3 separate regions of the Sus scrofa genome follow, and all the other regions are linked to region 3. The links are chromatin contacts, called in public Hi-C and HiChIP or PLAC-seq maps. All regions are on one chromosome and are shown on one strand. The core of a region is the stretch at or near the end of the contact, and the rest is flanking DNA. Distances in the headings are between cores, read along the strand shown. Region 1 holds the start of GPR135 (probable G-protein coupled receptor 135). Region 2 holds the start of PPM1A (protein phosphatase 1A). Region 3 holds the start of PSMA3 (proteasome subunit alpha type-3).

Region 1 (3,033 bases), core at 379-2,878, 1.2 Mb after region 3:
ATGACGCTGGTGACAATTTGCCTTCACGAGCTGCGCATCCCAACGCTTCTTAGAGGCTGGTATCCCTAGCTTCGGATTTAGGCTGTTTGGCCGCGGCTCTTGCAGGCTCTGGCGGCCCCTCCTGGCAGAAAAGTACGACTGGATTTTTGCAAGCCCACATGGCCACGTCCCCTCCCGCGCCGCTCGGCGGGTTGGAAGAAGACATCCAGCTGCAGACCCCCAGGCGGCTGGTATAACGGTTTCGAAAACGATTGCGGCTTCTGGCCTGCTGAGCCCGGCCATGGTTGGGCAGGAAAGTGTCCACGTTCCTAGTCCGGTAGCCCTCCTCACGACTGCGCCCCAGGAGCATCGAAATGTTAGGGTTGCGAACGGCATAGATGACTGGGTTAATGGCCCCATTGGCCCAGGTCAGCCAGACGGCCACCACGTTGAGGAACGAGGGGGCCTGCGTGGCCTGGGCCTGCCGAGCGGCGGCCAGCAGCACCAGGAAGCAGTAGGGCCCCCAGCAACCGATGACGAAGACAATCATGATGAGCACGGTGGTGGCCGTGCGCACGTCGCTGAAGAAGCGCAACACGCGGGCGTAGGTGGTCAGCGGCCGCACGCGCACATCCCACAGGCGCACGGTCCTGCAGATGTGGTAGTGGCAGAAGCACATGAGCAGGCAGGGCAACAGGTAGCAGGCCACCACCAGCCCCACGCTGTAGGCCGCGCCCAGCTGCGCGGGGTCCGGGGACGCCCGGTACAGGCAGCCATGGAAGCTCTGCGCGGCCGGGGGCTCTAGAGGCCCGAGGAAAAGCTCCCAGGGCAGGGAGAAGCCCAGGGCCGCCAGCCAGGCTCCCGCAAGCAGCTGCAGCGCGCGGCGGCGCCCGATCTTGTCTCGCGGTGGCCGCACGATGGCGCAGTAGCGGTCCAGCGAGATGAGGGCAACGCTTAGCGTGGACACGATGCCGAAGCACGAGCTGAAAAAGCGGCTGGCTGTGCAGAAGCCGTGCCAGGGCCGGGAGGCGGCAGCAGTGGGCGCCGGGCCCCCGGGCGGCGTGAAAAGATCCAGGAAGGCGGCAGGCAGGCAGAGCAGCGCTGTTAGTAGATCCGACAGGGACAGGGACAGGATGAAGGCGTTTGTGACAGTGCGGAGCTGCCGGTGCTTCACGATCACCCCCATCACCGCGCAGTTGCCCAGGCTAGACAGCAGGAAGATGAGCAGGAGGACAAGCGCCTGGGCCGCCATCGCCGCCCCCTGCGACAGCGGCGGCGCCGCCTCGGTGTCCAGTGGCAGCCTCCCCACCGCCCCCGCCGCCCCGCGCCCGCCGAGGCCGCCGCCTGCCCAGGAGCCAGTACTGTCGCCCCCGCCCCCGACGCTCTGGTTCCCCAGCGCCGCGGCCGCCGCAGTGCTGAAGGAGAGCAAGGCCGCCGCCGTCGCCGCGGAGGAAGTCCCTCCAGGCCTGCCGGCCACGGAGAGGGCGCCGGGGCGTGGGCTGCCCGACAAGGCCGTGGTCACTAGCGGGCGGACCGGCGGCGGCGACGGCTCCTCCATGGGGTCCCGCGGCTGCCGCGGGTCTAATCATCCCGCACCAGGGCAGGCGGCCACCAGCCCGAGGTGGGTGGGGGCTGGGGCCAGAGACCTCTGCCGGGAGTCGCGCTGGCCGGAGGGGTGGCGGTCGCCCGGGACCTAGTGAAGCCTTTGACATGCGTTCCAGGCGTTGCCCAGGGAACCGCGTGTTTACGCAGGAGCGCGGGGCGGGCCGCCGGCCAGCGGAGTACTCCCCGAAAAGCCGCTCCAGGACATCACCTGTCCTGGAGGTGGGGAGCTAGGGAGCTGGGGAGCCAGGGAGCTGGGGAGCCAGGGAGCCAGGGAGCTGGGCTTCCAAGTGCTACGTCGACCTCCTCAGGGACCCTGCCCGGCTAGATGAAGCGGGACTGGCCCTCATACAGATGACCAAATTCAACAAGGGTTCACTCTCAACCTCCCTTGTTGGATACAGATGTCCTAGGGGAAGGCCCAGGGAGGGGGTGTGTGTGCTTTTCGTAGAATCTTAAGTGGAAAACAATCCAAATCCGGAGACATTAAACTTGGTGGGGGGGCAGAAAATTTAAACAAAGTGTTCTCAAACTTTAGCATGCAACAGAATCACCAAGAGGGCTTGTTAAAACCTAAGTGGCTGGGCCCAACCCCAGAGGTTCAGAATCACTAGGTCTGGGGTCCTGGCCGAGAAATTGGCTTTCTAACAAGCTGCTGGTGGTAATGATGCTGGTCCAAGGACCACACTTTGAGAACATATAGTGGGCTTATTCAAATGGATATTGACTGGCTGACTCCCAGAATTACCAAGGGTGGGCCCGAGAATCTAAACCCCTTAGGTGATTCTGATACTAGTGCTCTGGGGAGCTAGGATATGGATATTGGAGGTAGGATGTCACATTGTTTTCAAGGACCGGGACCTCAGACCCATAACTGGCTCCCACATGTAGGGGGAGAGGGGAGTGTGACTGTCTCCTTGCCCTACTTGCATCCTTCATAAATTCTCTGGAACAAGGTATGTTTTGAGTCTAAGATGCTGCCAGTCAGGTGGTTACCACGCATGCAGCTTCAGGTATCTGGTGGGAGATACAGCAAAAGGAGGGGCCTGCGTGCTCTGGGGAAGTTGCATCTCAAGTTTTTGGGGCATGGTCTCTAATGGGGGAAAGTGTGATAAACCCTTGGGTTCTCTAAAGCAGTGGTTTGCAAAGTGTGGACCCTGGACCAGCAGCATCAACAGGACCTGGGAGGTTGTAAGAAAGGCAGATTCTCAGGCTCCACCCCAAATCTACTGAAGCTCTGGGGGTGGAGCCTAGTCACATGACCTGCAAGTGCTCCCGATGCACTTCCAGAAACAATGATCTAAAAAAAAATGAGGAGTTCCAGTGGTGGCTCAGTGGTTAACGAATCCGACTAGGAACCATGAGGGCATGGGTGTGATCCCTGGCCTCTCTCAGTGGGTTAAGGATCCTGCGTTGCTGTGGCTGGCAGCAACAGCTCCGATTAGACCCCTA
Region 2 (3,062 bases), core at 230-2,729, 1.9 Mb after region 3:
CACTCCAGAGATGCCCCAGTCTCATTGTGCCACAGTGGGAACTCCTGGTTGCTCTTTTTAAAGTACCTGCCTCCTATAATGAAGTATTTTGTTTTTCTTTATGTATATGTAGCACAGCATCTTTCTTCTTCTTCTTTTTTTTTTTTTTTTTTTTTTGGCAGTGCCCACAGGCATGTAGGAGTTCCTGGGCCAAGGATTAAAACCGTGCCACAGCAGTGACAACACCCGATCCTTAACCCCTAGGCCACCAGGGAACTCCCAAGAGCATCTTTTTTAAACACTGATTTTTCTTTTAAACTTCTGTGCCTGGAAATGTGGTATAAGTCAAATCCCTGAGCAGGTTAAACCTCTGACAAGAGAGGGAAAGCATCCCAGCCAATGGGAAACCCTGCTGGTGATGTACTGCTCTCCAGTTCTGATTCATTGGCCGCCTAGGGTTTGTCATTGTATCCCTGGCGTCTGCAAACGGCGTGGGTCGGGTTGTCTGCAGTCTAGCTAGCTAAACTGGATTCTGGCCACCTGCACGTGCAACTGGGTTTAACAGATCTCTAAATTTTCATAGCAGCAGCTGCCACATTTTTGATAATCCTCCAGATTTTGAAAAATCCTTCGTTCCTTTAACCTCACTGGAGGTGGTTGGATGTCCCCTGTGACAGAATCACGTGACTGTCTAATAAGTGCAAATAAATACAATGTGGAACCCCACGAGCTACAGACGAAAAACCACCAGAAACTCAGAGCATGTGCCTTGTGCGTGTATCAGGGGCACTCGCGTGTGGGTGGGTGGTAGTAGGGTGAGAGTGTTGCTGCCCTTTGGGACCCGAGATGTGTGGCTAGAGCACCTGCGTAGGTCTCCCGAGGTCGCTGGGGCAAGGATGGCTCCGGAAGTGTGGAGGCTTGAGGGAGAGGGATCTGGCGGTGGCCTGACAACAAGCATGCCTTAGAGCCGCAGCAGCTAGGCCGCGATCAGGCCGCAACTGTAAGGGAGAGAAGTCGACAGCACAAGGTCGGTCCTCGGCCTCTGTAGACTGCGTCTTCCCCGGGAATGGGGTATCTATCTGCAGACAGACGGTAGCCCAGCGAAAGGAGGCGCGGACGCCCTAGGGGGGATGCCGAGTCCGGGCTCGGAGAGTATCCCCATTCCTGAGGCTCATACAGTCACACCTCTGTCCAGTCCCCAGGGCCAGGGCAGGAAGCCCCATGTCCCGGTTCCGTTCCGGGATTCGGACGCTCGTTTGTGGCTCTGCCTAGGGGCCGGGCGGCGAGGCCACTGCTACGAGAGAAGCTGGGTAGGGCAGTGACATCACCTGCACCCCTCCCCCGTTAGCCAGCGCGCGCTGCAGTTCCTGCCCAACGACATCCGGGTCTCTCCAGCTGCTCCGCCGCGCCGCAGCTGTAGGGGCCTCTGAGCCCACGGGGCGGAGCGTGGCAGGCGGAGGCGTGGGGGAGGGGTAGTACGGCACCGTCGTGAGCGCGCCTGCGCGGGGACGCGCTGGAGGCGGCGGCGGCGGCGGCGGCGCTAGGGGCGGGAGCGCGCGCGGGAGCGAGGGAGCTGTGGTCTCCGCACTGGCCCGGCCCGCAGCTTCGGGTGCTCCGGCAGCGGCAGCTCGGCAGCCGGTGGTTGGGGAGGGGGGTGGGGGGGCGCTAAGGCAGGTGGGGTGCGTAAGCGATGAATCTTCGGCTCTTCCTCCTCCTCCTCCGGGACCCGCTCTCCGCCTCCCGCTCCAACGCCCGGATGATCTGAGCCGCGAGGGCGCCGAGAGCCGGGGGCCCGGACGCAGCCCGGCTCCTCCCCTCCTCCGCCCCCTCCCCGGCCTGACCTGGCCGGCCGCCGCCGCGGTGACCCCCTTCCCGCCCCCTCCCCGGCCGCCGCAGCCTCGGCCGACCAGGGACCTGCCTGCCCGCGGCTGCTCCGGGTAAGCGCGACGCTGGGGCCGAGGGCGGGCGGGCGGCGCGGGCCTGCGCGGCAGCGGCCAGGCCTAAAGCCTGGGGCCTGTAAACAAGCCGGGCGTCTGCCCGGGCGCTCCCGGGAGGAGACGCGACAACTCCACCCCCTGGCCCGGCCTCCTCCCCCGAGCCGGGCGGCGGACTACGAGGGGTTAACGTTCTGCGAGGGCGGTGGCGGGCAGGCGGGGGCGGGGTGTTTGTGGCGGCTGCGCGGGGAGGGGGCGCGACCCTCCGGGTGCAGATGCCGGGCGGGGTGTTTGCGGCCGCTCGGCCGGGTAGGGCCGTCGGCGGGCCAGGCCTGCCCCGACCGGAGATGAACCCGCGGAACTTTCCCTGAGCGGGGAGGGGGCGTACGGCGCCCCCAACCGCCCGGCCACCCCGGGCTCCAGCCCCTGGAGGGAGGCCGCGAGAAAGAAGAGGAGAAGCTTCCTTTGGACCGGACTTGGCCTTGAAACACCAAATTCTGGAGAGTTTTTGCTTCAGGTTTTATAGAGGGTAGAGCTTAGAGTGAGGCTTTTTTAGAACTCAAGTCAGTGATACCTCCAATTCATTCATTCCTAAAGCATTGAACAAATTCATTGAAGTAAATGGTACTGATTTCTTTTCGTCTTTTAAACCGTGTTAATTGTGTGAGTAAAAGTTCTTGATGCTAGAGTTTGGTCGAGGTATGATACTTTTCTGCTTGTAGATTTTTAATATTTTCTTGAAAGACTGCTGGCTCTGGAGGGCCTCTACCAACAGCGGTTTTAGATATGTTTTGAAAATTTCATCGCTTGAGGTATTTCTTTTTTTTTCCTCAAGCACCGCATGGTACTTAAAAATTTACAAAGGTCGTACTTAAGTTGTCCAAGCCAAGAAAGCTATTCGCCCTGTCCACCCCAACCCTAAATTTCCTGCTGATTGGTGTAATGAGCCGAATGCATTTTAAGTGAAGTGATTGGAAGAGTATGGGCAATGTAAAAAAATCTATGTTATTATTTTCTCAAAGTAAATGATTTTGACATTATTGAAGAAAATTAGAAATTTAAAAATATTTTGAGGAAAAAGGCTTAATCATTTCAAACTTGCACGTTGTGATTTTAAACACAACTGCTTTTTAGGTGCAAAGAGCTCTG
Region 3 (3,150 bases), core at 532-3,031:
CTCTGACCAAATTTTGACAGACTGAGAGAATAAAATAATCTCCTATGGAAATGTATATACCCTGAGATACTAATGAAGTTCTCTAGCTAAAGAACTCTGCACATTTCTGTGATGGGGGGTGGTGTGTATCCTACTGCTTAGAACAGCAAGCTAAACCCTAACTGTAAACTTGGAATAAAGAATTCTTAGGATACTAACCCTAAAACCCTTAAAACAGTATTTAGAAGTTAAACACATTGGGCATTACATTCCCTGCATTACTTAATTAAAACACAAAAATAAGGTATGGCATAATATACATTCAGATTCTTTAAAGTGCACTTAAGATTTAAGCAGAATGTTTAAAATTTTCAGGCTTGAAATATTAATGTAATTATTGACTAACAATTTTTTCTTGCAATTGCAAACTCTGGTTTATTCTGACTATTTTATAACTTGGCAGAATGTAACTGGTAAGTGAATTTGTATTTATCTGCATTTTCAACACATTTATTAAGCACCTACCATGTGTAAAAGCACTGTTATGTATTCTAATAAGTGGAAGTATAAAACAGACTATGATAATCTCAAAAGTTTTATCACCTTTTAAGAATGATATGTGTAAATTACACAGCAATTTTATATGCACTATTTCCAAAAGTAAAGTAATTAAAATAAATGCATTCATACTCATACTTTTTAAATCCGCTAATGAATCAGGCACTAGTCAAGATCCTCAGGCCACACAATTCAATGCATTCTTCTGAGTTACAAGATAAATCAACAATCCAGCCCCCAAGTAAGCAGTTAAACTAACAAGTTCAGAAAGAGCTTCAAATTCTTAATTATTAGTGAATAGACAAAGACCATTAGGCACTCAAATCCTGTTAAAAGTTTAACTGGCTCCCTAAACAAGTTTGGACTGCTTATAATCTACTTTCAGGGTGAACTCTTTTTAACTTCCCTCCGCACTTTCTTGGCCCACAATGGTCTAACTCAGGATCTCGCATGAAAAATTGCAACCAGAATATTTCAGTGAGGATTAGGCAAATTAAACGCTAGTCTTCCAAGAATATCCAAATCCTTTCTTCTATCTATTTGTTTAAGAATAAGAACTAACTTTAATTATGGTGCTTAATTAGCAGGAAGAAGCAATTGAATTTCCTCTTTCTCCTTTACTTTCTAATCCAATTTTTCAGCAAGCCCTACATATCTAAAATCCATCCACATATTTCCACCTCCACTGCCACCACTCTACACACTCTCCATTATGGCTTGACCACAGGACTGCAATAGCTTTCCAACTATTCTCTGTGCTTCTATCCTTCCTTGTATTCATCACTCCTCACACAGAGGCAAGAGAGATCATTTAATAACTAAATTAGATCTATCAGTCTGCTTAAAAACCTACTGATAACCTTACAGAAGAAAGCCAGTAACTGTGGAAGGAATGATGGAATTAGAAAATCACCATTTGGCAACCATTATCATAATAATTGATTCAAATAAGAATCACAGGATACTATAACTAGCGGGTGTAAGATTGAGGAGTAGCAGGATATTTACATAGCCTCAAGGTATTTCTTCACAAGGTATTCATTAACTACAAAGAGCAAGATAGAAACTATAGTGGAGAAATCTTAAGTGATCAAAGTTAACATCATCAATAAGGACACAAATGACAGCATGTGCCTCCTAATAGAAATACAAGGTTACTTCTGTGGTATTCCTGACAAAAATGCATCACCTGAATCTAATCATGCAAAAAAAGTCATACAAACCTGAACTTTGGAATACCCTGCAAAGGAAATGGCTTGTATTTTTCAAAAGTGTTAATGCCATGAAACATAAAGAAACATTAAATTATTTTCCAGATTAAAGGAGACTAGAGACATGACAACTGCATGCAGTGTGTTATCTTGTATTTTCTTTTGCTATGAAGAGCATTATTGAGAGATTTGCCAAAATCTAAATAAAGCCTGTAGATTAGAAAAAAGCATTATACATTTTCTGATTTTCATAGTTGTACTGTGGGCATGTAAAATAATGTTCTTTTTTGGGGAAATACACACAGAAGTATTTAGCAGTTAAAAATGCTGATGGTTTTCCATTTAAAATCGGAGATTAAAATCCAAACCACTACAAGATCTGACCCCGTGTCCACCTCTCTGATTTCACTTCCTGTCACTCTCACCACTTAATCACTATGACAGGCCATACTGACCCGACAGTTCCGACAGCCTTGGAACTGGAATTATACTCCCATAACAATCCCAAGTTTCAGTTTAAATATCCCCCTTTTACAAAGTAATTCCCTAATAAATAGGTCTAAAGTTCAAACTTCCATTGTCTCTTTTTTACCACGTGGTGCAACTATTTTGCCTATTTACTCTTTGTTGTCTATTTCCTCCCACTAAATGTAAACTCATTAAGAGGGGAGGTCATGTCTTCTTTACCGTTTAAAGAATTTTTTATTATAGTTTATGTACAAATTCTTAAGTCTTATCAGCAGTGTTTAACTGAATACTGAGTTAAAATAATCTTCAGTCTTATTCTTAATTCTATTAAGTAGTTATATGAAAAAGTACTAATTCTTCTGTAAAACTCCGATCTGAGCTCAAAGCTGATACCCTTAGAGTCCATCTTCCTTCCTGCTTGTGAGGAGGGGTGGATAAAGGGGACGCCATCAAGATAACTGGGTTACAATCAGGACGTCAAGCGTGGAGACGCCTCCTCTACCATTTCCTTTGGCCTTTGGAAGAGTATAAGAACATCTCTCCACTTTGCTTTAAGAAAGAATAGGGAAGAAAAAGCGAAGGAGAAGAGATAACTCCTAGGAAACAGACTGGAGCAGCTTTTCAAGCAATTGGAAGACTCAAAGTCCCCCGACAACCCTCCGGAGAGAAACCGAAGAGGAAGGAATCAGTCCTGCTTAACCCGACCTCCGCTGCTTCTGCACAGGCGCGTTGCCCGCTACGCGCATTCCCCACCCCCTTTCCCCACAATTCTCTGTTCTGTGGGTAAGGATCCAGGAACAAGCCACAGAGAGGAAAACTATTGGTTGGAAGAACAGCCAATGAGAGAGCCTGTTACTAGTCTGCGTACTGAGGTGTGAGGGGTTCGCTTTGGGCCTGAAGCCTTAGGCGGCCTGGTGGTTTTAGCACGATGAGC

The links. Hi-C and Micro-C count contacts between places; a contact is called where the count stands out from the background. HiChIP or PLAC-seq counts read pairs in DNA pulled down with a chosen protein or histone mark.
Region 1: a contact with region 3 is called in an H3K27ac HiChIP or PLAC-seq map of skeletal muscle, with 6 times the contacts expected there. The contact joins the promoter of GPR135 here to the promoter of PSMA3 in region 3. A contact is called at or near these places in 1 of 5 promoter capture datasets (fetal skeletal muscle) and 2 of 2 datasets of contacts at active chromatin or transcription factors (alveolar macrophages and skeletal muscle).
Region 2: a contact with region 3 is called in a Hi-C map of liver, with 12 times the contacts expected there. The contact joins the promoter of PPM1A here to the promoter of PSMA3 in region 3. A contact is called at or near these places in 2 of 47 Hi-C or Micro-C datasets (heart right ventricle and liver).

The regions. Positions count from the first base shown.
Region 1 is chr1:188,580,898-188,583,930 of Sscrofa11.1, forward strand. It overlaps GPR135 (probable G-protein coupled receptor 135), which reads right to left and starts at 1,629. Exons shown (of 1, transcript XM_021102702.1): 1 at 1-1,629. The coding sequence starts at 1,537. The coding sequence ends at 50.
Region 2 is chr1:189,247,495-189,250,556 of Sscrofa11.1, forward strand. It overlaps PPM1A (protein phosphatase 1A), which reads left to right and starts at 1,480. Exons shown (of 6, transcript XM_021062341.1): 1 at 1,480-1,916. LOC110259569 (basic proline-rich protein-like) reads right to left here. Exons shown (of 5, transcript XM_021085056.1): 2 at 1,994-2,410; 3 at 1,308-1,959; 4 at 843-977.
Region 3 is chr1:187,340,450-187,343,599 of Sscrofa11.1, forward strand. PSMA3 (proteasome subunit alpha type-3) reads left to right here and starts at 1,782. Exons shown (of 11, transcript XM_001927990.5): 1 at 1,782-3,150. The coding sequence starts at 3,145.